Linked DNA regions of Zea mays: all the other regions are linked to region 1. Evidence: chromatin contacts called from public Hi-C data. All regions are on one chromosome and are shown on one strand. The core of a region is the stretch at or near the end of the contact, and the rest is flanking DNA. Distances in the headings are between cores, read along the strand shown. Region 1 holds the start of LOC103629786 (Plant Tudor-like RNA-binding protein). Region 2 holds the start of LOC100281166. Region 3 holds the start of LOC103629778 (ethylene-responsive transcription factor WIN1).

The links. Hi-C and Micro-C count contacts between places; a contact is called where the count stands out from the background.
Region 2: a contact with region 1 is called in a Hi-C map of tassel, with 2.5 times the contacts expected there. The contact joins the promoter of LOC100281166 here to the promoter of LOC103629786 in region 1. A contact is called at or near these places in 2 of 25 Hi-C or Micro-C datasets (leaf and tassel).
Region 3: a Hi-C map of tassel shows a contact between it and region 1, with 2.2 times the contacts expected there. The contact joins the promoter of LOC103629778 here to the promoter of LOC103629786 in region 1. A contact is called at or near these places in 3 of 25 Hi-C or Micro-C datasets (endosperm, leaf and tassel).

What each region holds. Positions count from the first base shown.
Region 1 is chr6:112,989,068-112,992,584 of Zm-B73-REFERENCE-NAM-5.0, reverse strand. LOC103629786 (Plant Tudor-like RNA-binding protein) reads right to left here and starts at 1,902. Exons shown (of 6, transcript XM_035960118.1): 1 at 1,470-1,902; 2 at 634-1,052; 3 at 1-373. The coding sequence starts at 1,029.
Region 2 is chr6:112,529,915-112,533,431 of Zm-B73-REFERENCE-NAM-5.0, reverse strand. It overlaps LOC100281166, which reads left to right and starts at 1,707. Exons shown (of 2, transcript NM_001154085.1): 1 at 1,707-1,925; 2 at 2,029-3,517. The coding sequence starts at 1,901.
Region 3 is chr6:112,664,219-112,667,735 of Zm-B73-REFERENCE-NAM-5.0, reverse strand. It overlaps LOC103629778 (ethylene-responsive transcription factor WIN1), which reads right to left and starts at 1,510. Exons shown (of 2, transcript XM_008650884.3): 1 at 934-1,510; 2 at 1-801. The coding sequence starts at 1,022. The coding sequence ends at 198.

The DNA.
Region 1 (3,517 bases), core at 653-3,152:
ATATACTCTCTGTATCACTAAATTCTTCAGTTGTTCCAGTATGCCATTTATGACCAGCATGGATGCATTTCCCGCGTAGAATAATGCATGGGGAATCAACATCATCTACCTTTTCAGCCAAAGGGGAAAAACTTCTATCAACCAGCTTTGAGTACCTTCCATCTCTATTTGGTGTCCGCAATCTCTTAGTGATTTCACTGCATTGAGGATGTGTTGATATAGCAGACGATTTTCTCTTGATGCCTCTAGATGTATCACCCTCAAAGGCATTCTGGTTCTCAAGTTGACGACTGTCCATTCTGAAGTTATGGTCTAAATTTTTATCTTTTGATTGACCTCGGAATGCACCACCATCCAAGCATCTTGCAGAATACTGAAAATGGTAGAAAGACAAGTCTCATTAGGATCTAGGGCATTCCCATTAATACTTGCAACAAAATCTAACTGCTCACGGGTGAACATCAAAGGACCTCAAAATTATGGTAATATATTTTATTAAAAATACAACAGTTAGACCATGTTAACTGCTTGATTGAGCTAATGTAATAAACAAGTAAAAACATATTTCTATTGATCACCTTATGTCATATATAAATCTAATCTAATTTGAGAATGGAAGGAACAGAGCATTACCTTCTGAGTCACAATCCATATGTCATCTAGCCAAAGCTTCCTCATTCGAAGAACCGATGCATGTGCACTCAACTCCAGCGAGGACCCAAGGAGCCTGACTAGATATTGATTCTTTCCAAGCACTCTCACCACCTCGGCAACCTTCCACGAGTAGCTGTCAAAGGCCTCAATGATACTACCCAAACTCCAGCGTACAGGATCATCCGCAGGAGGGCGAGGCCTCATCAACCTTCTTGGCACCCTTTCAACAGCCACGCTGGAGTCAACGGGACTTTCATCATATCTCACAAAGTAGGCGTGTCCATTGCCGGAGACGATCTCACCAGGCCTCCAAGAACCAAACGGCACATCTGCCTCCTGCAATACCTCCACCTTGCTCCCCTTGAGGAATCTCATCAGGTCGTTTTGCTTCGAGAACTCTGTCGCGGACAAGAAACCAAAGATATTGTCAACAGCCGACACGATAGATTAACTGGCGTCGAAACAGAGCGAATAAATCAGAATAACACAGGAGCACCCAGAAGATTTTGAATGAAAGAAATCGCATCATTGACTCAAACCGAGTATTCACAACAGAATAACAGATATGAACGAGCGAAGGAGCCATTGCGGCGCAGAAGAACAGAAGAACGAAATCGAGGCGAATCGGTCGGGGGTGTGACATGAAAAACATGGCCTCGCATATCCACCAGGGGGGCGGGCTTCCCGATTCTTTCCTCTTCTTTTCGATCTGACTGTGATCATAGAAGAGAGTAAAGAGATCGATCTACCGAACAAATAAGTCTCCGAGGAAAAAGAAAAGAAAAAAAACATCAAGCGAAGTTAGGGTCCCTTACCAACAAACGGAAAGGCCAATACAATGCCAATCGAGTCGCCGGCGTGATGAGCGCGGCTGGCTACCTGCCGTTCTTCGGCGGGACCACCGGAGCCCGACGGCTGTCGTTCTTCTTCAGACGAGGAGGCTGGCGGCGGGCTCAGAGCGGCCGGGGCCAAGCACGTCGATTCAACGATTTGCCAACGGAGAGATTGAGAGAGATAGAGAGAGAGAGGGAGAGGAGGCCGCGATGATGCGCCGACGCAAGGAATTGCTACGAGGGCACGGCGAGGATTTGGCGAGCGGAGGAATCGGGTGGCGGTTTCAACAAGAGCCGGAAATAAGCAAATTCAGTCGGTTTTTATTTTATTTATTTGAATATAAGATAATGAATATTTCTGCAGGACAGGGTCACAGGGGTGGGCCTGCGTCGCGTCGCGTCGCGTTCTGGGTTCGAGGCGAGTCTCATCACTGCCATTGGCCTTAGATATCCTTGTTTGGGCCTCGGCCAGCCCGTCGCTTGTCGACCGTCGGTCTGGCGTTTGACGGCTGAGATCCCAGGACGAGGTTATCGGTGGCTATCTTGTTCCCATGGTTTTGGTTTGTCGTCTCGTTTTTTTGGGTTACATTTTCTCCGGAGCGTAGCATGGTTTTTTTGAACCATCTTAGAGCTAGTTTGTGAACCTTATTTTTCCAAGGGTTTTTCGTTTTTCCAAGTGAAAAATGTAAAACAATTAAACGCTGTTCTAGACATCGACGCATTTGTGTACGAGCCATCCATTCTCTGCAGTCGTGAGAAACGCTTAAAACATACTATAATTCATAGAAGTTTTCAAAATATTATACTGTATGATTTTGTCCTCTAGTGTATATATATGCATATCGAATATGCCGTTTCCATATAAATTTCTAGAAAACGACCTTTCATTTTGGATGTGCATATTTTGTTATATGTTTCAAGGGAGTTTATACCATTGTACCGAAGCAGTGGGTTTTTTTTTTGCTTGCTACTATAGACCGGGTCAAATTCGATATCTACCAAAGGTCGAAGGATTTATTTGTCACGTCCAAAAAGTACAGGGGAGTATAGGATGGCAATAGGTTGGGTTTGGACTAGATGCAGTAAAAACAATAAGTATCAACAATAATTAAGTTATATCTATGGTTTTATGTATTCTCGCGTTGAGTTGCAACAAAATATTACATGAACAATTAGCCAAGTTAGTTATCGAAAATAACTATTATTATATTTTAATCATTTTTGCGTAAAATAAAGAACGAACTAAATTTCAGATCGTGTGCGAGCCATCCCACGGATTGAAATAGAAACTCACAACGTCGGGTTAGTGTGCACCAGCTAATCAAAATGTGTTTTCTTCTCTAGTTTTCGTGGGCATGAAGCTGTGGCAAGTTGTTCGTCTGCCCCAGACGACCGCCCCAAGCATACTTTCTCCGTCATCCTGCGGCAGCGTTGATGATGGCTTGGCAGTCACGTTTAAGCCGCTGTCTCTCAAAATTAGCTGATCGCTTTGCTTGTTTACCTAGCTTTCATATTCCTTGCGTGCCGGAAAGATGACCCAACAAAGCAATGCAAACACAATCTAAACAACCAGCACGTATACAAGAAGGATAACCTCTTTTCATCAATTAATAATAAACTAATACTGTATTCTTGAAAAAGGAAGGGGGAGGGGGGGTGCAGGTCATGGTTTGGTTGGGCGCGACGACTGACGAGTGGCCGCACTGCGTATTGCGTTAATGGAGGCCGTTGTCCATGATGATCATGAGCCATGAACAGAGGCCAGCGGAGACACCTCGATCTCGATCTGCATAGCTGAAAATGAGGCATGAAAATCCAGCAGGGATCTACCGCATGTGTCCCGGGCTCAGCGGAGACACCTCGATCTCGATCTGCATAGCTGAAAATGAGGCATGAAAATCCAGCAGGGATCTACCGCATGCGTCCCGGGCTCAGAAATCTCCGCGATCACATGTCCAGGGGAGGGGCGCAGATTTGCTTGCTTCACGCATGCAACAGGCCAGGCTTATCAAGAATTTCGTATGTGATCT
Region 2 (3,517 bases), core at 458-2,957, 460 kb after region 1:
GCACAATTAATGAGTCAAGCACGACAGCCTGTCCTGAGCATCACGGACGATCTGGCACCTACGAGCGGACGGTCCGGTGTTCAGATAGACGGTTCGGCTAACTCTGCCGGACAGTCCTCCTATGCCCAAAGGCGTCAGCCTCCACACAAAACCTTAAAAGGGAAGGAGACACAACGGCGAAGCACAAATGGTCGACTGATCAAAGCTGACTCTACTGTTGATCAGTTGCTCTCCAAAAATGCTAGCAAAAAGACCATTCCACGTGATCGGTCAACAAAGAAACCCCGGTCACCTACTAAAACGAAACGGCCGAACAAAATGGCCCAAAAGGCGACGCGACAAGCATCGTCTGTTCATCCTATGAGACCAGGGTACTTTCCACCCGTTTACTCATCGTCGGTATATTATCCTGTTCAAACAAGGAATGGTACGATGATGAATCCATGGTATATGTATAGTCCCTTTGTCTATCCAGGCTGGGGGGCACCTCCATTCTATTCCTATTGATCCATTGATCAAACGGTCATGGCCGAGAAAGATACAATCTGAAACGGCCTTTATACATTGGTGCTTTATTGAATGAGCTCCATATTGAAAAGCCGGTGACTTACATCAGGCTTAGTTCATATGCTTTTGGTTCATCAACCTTCACCAAAAGGCAGGGGGGCATATGTTGGAAGTCAAATTGAGCAGCGCGGACAGTCCGGCGCTGAGGCCGGACGGTCCGCGGTCCGGACAGTCCGCGGTGGTGGCGCGGACGGTCCGCGCGCGCGCAGAGTCAGTTAGGGTTCCTAGTTTCTCGCGGGATTTGTTACCTAAAACCGCAGGATTAACTCGGGAAACAGTTGGAAACGGATCCAGACCTCCCCCTTTATATAGATGAAGGGCTACGGCCGATTGAACCCCCAACAATCGAACAAATCAAGTCTATTACTCATTTTTACCTTATGCATTAGGAGTAGTTCTAGTCTAGTTCTAGTTTAGCCCTAGTTTAGTATTCCAATCCCCAAATTCTCCGCCTCTCCTCGACTCTACGTCGATTAGAGGAGTCTAGGTCGGCCTGCCCGAGCCTAGACAACTCCTAGGATCTCTCCTCCCCGACGGGGTCCCTCCCGGGAGCGAGATCCAGGCGCCGTCGGCGATCTACCGTCGCCCCTGCGCACGCGCGGACCGTCCGGCCCTAGGGCGCGGACCGTCCGGCCGTCAGGCAGGGAACCCGAGCTCCTGCACCAGGTCGCGGACCGTCCGGCCCTGTGCCGCGGACCGTCCGCGTCCGACCAGAGAGCGTCGCCGTCTCGCACCAGGCCGCGGACCGTCCGGCCCCTGCGCGCGGACCGTCCGCCCCTGTGCAGAGGGCACCGCCGCCGGTTCTTCTTGAGTGATTGGCGCTCCAAAAAAGCGTCAACAAGTTCATTTCAAATGAATTTGAAGCACTTTAAGGGTTCATACACCTAAAAGAGAATGTATGAAAAGCTTAGACCCAAACTGCAGTTAGGTCTTTTCATTTGCTGTATTACGTGAAGCAGTAGCCTGATTTGCATCAGTACAGTGCATCTCCTCTACCTCAGACAGTGAGACGGAGAGGTAAGATTCAATGAACCCAGCAGATCCAGAAGGGAAGGGGTACGAATTGCGCCAACTTGGGCAACTTGCCTCCCGGGTTCGCCACCACATAAAACGCCGGCGCCACCGGGCACTCCTTCCCCACCCCACCACCACCTCCTCTCCTCTGCCCCTAACCCGTCCGTTCCGGCTCATCCGCCATTTTTTCCCTGTCGCGGTAAGCGATAGGGTTCGGCGTCCGTCTTCTAAATCCGCCCTTCTTCGTTTCGATTTTTCCGGCGTTCTGGGAGCAAGCTTCGGCTTCATCGACGGCGTTCTTGGTCTTTTGCGGCTCGACATGTCTCCGTTCCAGGGATACAGAGGTAAAGGCCTTTGCTTTTGGCTAAGGGGTTGATGATTTGCAGTTGCCGCTTTGGGGATTGGATTCCCTTTTCGTGTGTTCTTACCCCTCGTTTCTTCGATTAGGCGATGCGGTTCTCTCCGGCGTCCGGTCGCGGAAGCGCGTGTTCGCGACGGCGGCCGCGGAGCCCGTGACGGCGGCGCCCAAGAGGCAGAAGCGCGGGGATGAGATGCCCCTGGACGCGCTGCCGGACGAGTGCCTCTTCGAGGTCCTGCGCCGCGTGCAGGGCACCCGCGCGCGCTGCGCGTCGGCCTGCGTCTCCCGCCGCTGGCTCGCGCTCCTCGCCGGCATCCGCGCCTCTGAGGCCGTGCTGGCCCCGGCCGCCCCCGCCGTGCCGGACCTCAACCAGGAGTACCTCAGCGAGGACGACGAGGCCGATCTGATGGACCTGGACGGCGACGCCCGCGAGAGGACCCTCGAGGGCATGGAGGCCACGGACGCGCGCCTCACGGCGGCGGCCGTCGCCGGCCGTCTGGCTGCCGTCTCCGTCCGCGGGAGCCACCCCGCGCGTGGCGTCACCGACGCCGGCATCTCCGCCCTCGCCCGCGGCTGCCCAGAGCTCCGCTCCCTTACCCTGTGGGATGTCCCGCAGGTGACGGACGCCGGGCTCGCCGAGGTCGCGGCCGAGTGCCACTCGCTGGAGCGGCTTGACATCTCTGGCTGCCCTATGATCACGGACAAGGGCCTCGCCGCGGTTGCTCAGGGTTGCCCGGAACTGAAGTCGCTCACCATCGAGGGATGCTCCGGTGTGGCCAACGAGGGTCTCAAGGCTGTAGGTCGTTTCTGCGCCAAGCTACAGGCGGTTAGCATCAAGAATTGCGCACTCGTCGATGACCAGGGTGTGTCTGGCCTCGTCTGCTCTGCGACCGCCTCTTCGTTGACAAAGGTCCGGCTTCAGGGTTTGAACATTACTGATGCTTCCCTTGCTGTGATCGGGTACTACGGGAAGTCAATCAAAGACCTGACCCTTTCTCGCCTCCCTGCTGTCGGTGAGAGGGGATTCTGGGTGATGGCCAATGCCCTGGGCCTGCAGAAGCTCAGGCGAATGACTGTTGTCTCCTGCCCGGGACTCACGGATCTTGCTCTTGCATCTGTCGCCAAGTTCAGCCCAAGTTTGAGGCTTGTTAACCTCAAGAGGTGCAGCAAGGTCTCAGATGGATGTCTCAAGGAATTTGCAGAATCATCTAAGGTCCTGGAGAACTTGCAGATCGAGGAATGCAGCAGGGTTACTCTTACGGGCATTCTTGCGTTCCTCCTCAACTGCAGCCCAAAGTTTAAGTCTCTCTCCCTGTCCAAGTGCGTCGGGATCAAGGACATCTGCTCCGCACCTGCACAACTTCCGGTATGCAAATCACTACGTTCCCTGGCCATCAAGGATTGCCCAGGCTTCACCGACGCCAGCCTTGCCGTGGTGGGCATGATCTGCCCTCAGCTGGAGAACGTCAATTTGAGTGGCCTTAGTGCAGTCACCGACAGCGGCTTCCTTCCACTGATAAAGAGTTCAAACAGTGGGCTGGTCAACGTCGATTTGAACGGTTGCGAGAATCTCACGGA
Region 3 (3,517 bases), core at 261-2,760, 320 kb after region 1:
GACTGATGTAGCTAGCTAGCTAGTAATAGAGATACATATGTATGATGCAATCTCAACTGCTTTCTGCACCAACCACACTACTTTCGACGACTCTTGTGTGTACCAAATACTTGATCCGGCCGATCAAACTTAATTGTAGCTTGCTGAACGAACCATGCATGCATGCAATGCAATTTCCGTTGTTGTCCGGCCGGTCTTCAGATGACGAGGCCGCCGCCTGCTGCCGCGATCTGGAGCATCCCACCATTCCCATGCGGGTGCGAGACCGGGCCGCCGCCGCCGCCGCCGCCCAGCAGCTCCTCGATCATCTGCAGCGCGATCCTCTCCTCGTCGTCCACCACCACCACCGGAGGAGGCGAGGCAGCCGTCGCCGTCGTGGCCGTGGACGACGTGGCGCTGGGCGCCGGCGCGGCGTCCTTGTCGCTGAGCTGGACGGTCATGACCCAGCTGGAGTCGGCGCGCGCGCCGGCGCCCTTGTGCCAGACGCCGATGTGGGACCTCTCCGGGTCGAGGCGGAGGCAGGTGAGCGACGGCGACGGCGCCTTGCAGCACCTGCGGAGCTTGGCGCTGAGGACCTGCGACTGCGACAGGCTGCTGGTGCTGGTGCTGGCGCTGGCGCTGGCGCTGGCGTTGGTGTTGTTGCCGGACGAGGCGCCGCCGCCGCCGCCGCGCGTCCTGCCGCAGGGCACTACGGGGAAGTTGGTCTTGGCGTTGCGGCCGCTCATGAGGACGGCGGCCTCGTCGTACGCCCGCGCCGCCTCCTCCGCGGTATCGAAGGTGCCCAGCCACACCCTCCTCTTGCTGCGTACGCACAAGAACGCGTGCACACGTTGAATTCGGCCGTCGTCATCAGAAGAACACATGCATGGCGAAAGAGAGAGAATGAACGGCACAAGAACACTGCAGGTGTGTGTCGGTTCGGTTGGTTCTTACAGCAGCGGGTGCCTGATCTCGGAGACCCAGGAGCCCCAGTGGCGCTGCCTGACGCCGCGGAACTTCTTCTTCTTTGACTGCTGCACCATGCTAGCTGATGATCCTGCGTTTCCCCCCTCCCTCTGTGCTGTGCGGCAGGAGGGGTCGGTCGGGCTGGCGCTGGACGGCAGGCACTGCAGATCCTCTGCCTGCCACTGGCAAGGGAAGGAAGGAAGGAAGGACAGAGGAGGCAGTCGTCTGCAGAGCGGTGCGAGCCGGACGCGAGCACTGTGAGCAGCAGCAGTGAGTGAGTGAATGCCTCCGGATCAGCCAGGACTGGGGTGTGTGTGTGTATGTGTAGATGATGCCTGCTTCCCTGCGCCGTTCCGGTGAATATAATATAAAATAAAAGCTACACCCGCAGTGTACGGAGTACGAGGGAAAGCCAGTAGTAAGATTAGATTAGGGTGCTCTCACTGCAATGCCGCATTCAGAGTAGCTAGGAAGGAGTACAGGAACACACTTTTGATTTTGAGTCAGTGCTGCTAGCTCTACTGCTCTAGGTGCCTCCCCGTGTGTGTGACGTGACTACCCCCCACCATAAGTAGTAATCCATGGCGGCTGCCGCTGGTACGTGGGGCCGGTAGTAGCAGTAACATATATACAGGAGGTCATCAGGACCCCGAAGCATGGGAGTGACAGATGATGGTAGTACGTACGACTAATTAAAGGGCCCGGCCTGTTGTATGCATCCGTCACTTTTCAACAATCTGTTTTTTTTTGTCACTTCAAAACTTAGTGGTGGTATCTAAAGGAAGGTGCCATTTTTTGGCAGTTTGTTGCGCCGGTTTTTTGTTGGCATATTAGTAAGCGATCGACATCCAGCCTTTGCGAGTAGTATATTTTTATATGATCCAAAAGAATATATATAATAAATGACGCCAGAGGGGAGAGCAATGGATACGTATGAAGCTAGACTCTTTAGAAACCGAGGCACCTCCCTGTCAGAATCCAGATTTATTTTAGGAACTAGTGAGTACTGGAAATGTAAAACAAAAAAAAGCTGGTTTTTAAGGATCTGAAACTGATCCAGAGCATAGACTTAAGGGTGGGCGTTCGGGTTACCTAAAAAATTCGGGTCGGGTAATTCGGGTTTTGGGAATCGACACCCGAAATTACAACGGGTTTTGCAATACCCGAAAATTCGGGTACCCAAAATTTCGAGTTTGGGTTCGGGTATTCCCGAACTACCCGAACTATTGTGTCGGCTTCATAAAAACACATACACCCTATTAAATTAGTATAAAAATATAGTTTGAATAATGATATACATGGACATATAAAACACAAGCAATCTACAATCACAAGTTATGCACACTTACACATAATTATAAATATACAAATTAATAATTAAGCATGACATGAGTACATGATACATGAAAGTTCGGGTATTTCGGGTACCCGATTGTGATACCCGAATTACCCGAAATAAATTCGGGTTTTGCAAGTTGCTACCCGAAATCCCGAACAAAATTCGGGTTTCGGGTATTTCAGGTTCGGTTTTAGGTATTTTGGGTTCGATTTTAGATATTTCGAGTTCGGGTTACGGGTTTTTTTTGGCCAGCCCTACCTAGACTGCACTGCACGAGAAGACTCGTTGTAGTACTCCAGCAGACTAGCAGACGGAGGAGGGAGGTTGGGCTCGTCACTTGTGGGATGCGCTGTCGGTGAAGTGTGTGTGGCGGGTGGCACTGATACCCACCCTCGCTCGCTGGCTGGCTAATTAACTACTCCCCCCACCTACGTACGTACGTACGTACTCCTACGCGCTTGGCGTTGGCGACCTCATTTATTGATGGGGGCAGCAGCAGCTAGCCGGCCAGAGCCAGGGATATATGCAATGCAACCGTATTAGCTGAGTGAGCAATCCATCCGCCACGCTATCATCATCGCGTGGCAATGGCAACACAGAAAGCGGAAGCATCGAGCTGGACACGATCAATGGCGGGCGCGGGGCTCACTCCTCGCTGCCCCCCTGCCCTTGTCTTGTCCACCACGCCCAATTCAATGCGGCCCGGCCGGTACTGTAAGTACAGCACAGGTAGTACGTAGGGGGTGTTTGGTTACACCCCGCTAAAATTTAGCATCTGTTCCATCGAATGTTTGAACCTCCGTTCCGGGTATTAAATGTAGTCGGATTATAAAACTAATTTGTCAGCCGAAGATTAAAAGACGAGACGAATCTAGTCCAGTTGGTTGGGTCTATATTTCATACTCCTATTTAAAAGTCAAACGCTTGATGTGACCCGGGCTAAACTTTAGCAGGAGCAACCAAACACCCCCGTAGTACTTTTTAATTTACAGTAGTTTCCTTCGGTTGGGCTCCACACAGATACGTGTGTCAGTAACAGTGAGTTCTTCCTAGCTTCCTCCTCACCTCACTCGCATCGCAGGTTGCAGCATGGAACCTTCAGCTACAGGAACGCTGCCTGCTGCTCGCTCGCTCGCTCGCTGACACTACTCGCTCATCACTCCATCTGTATCCGTAGTTTCCGTACGCGCGCGCGTCACTGGAAAGTGCGGGCGGCCGGCCTGGGGCAGCAGC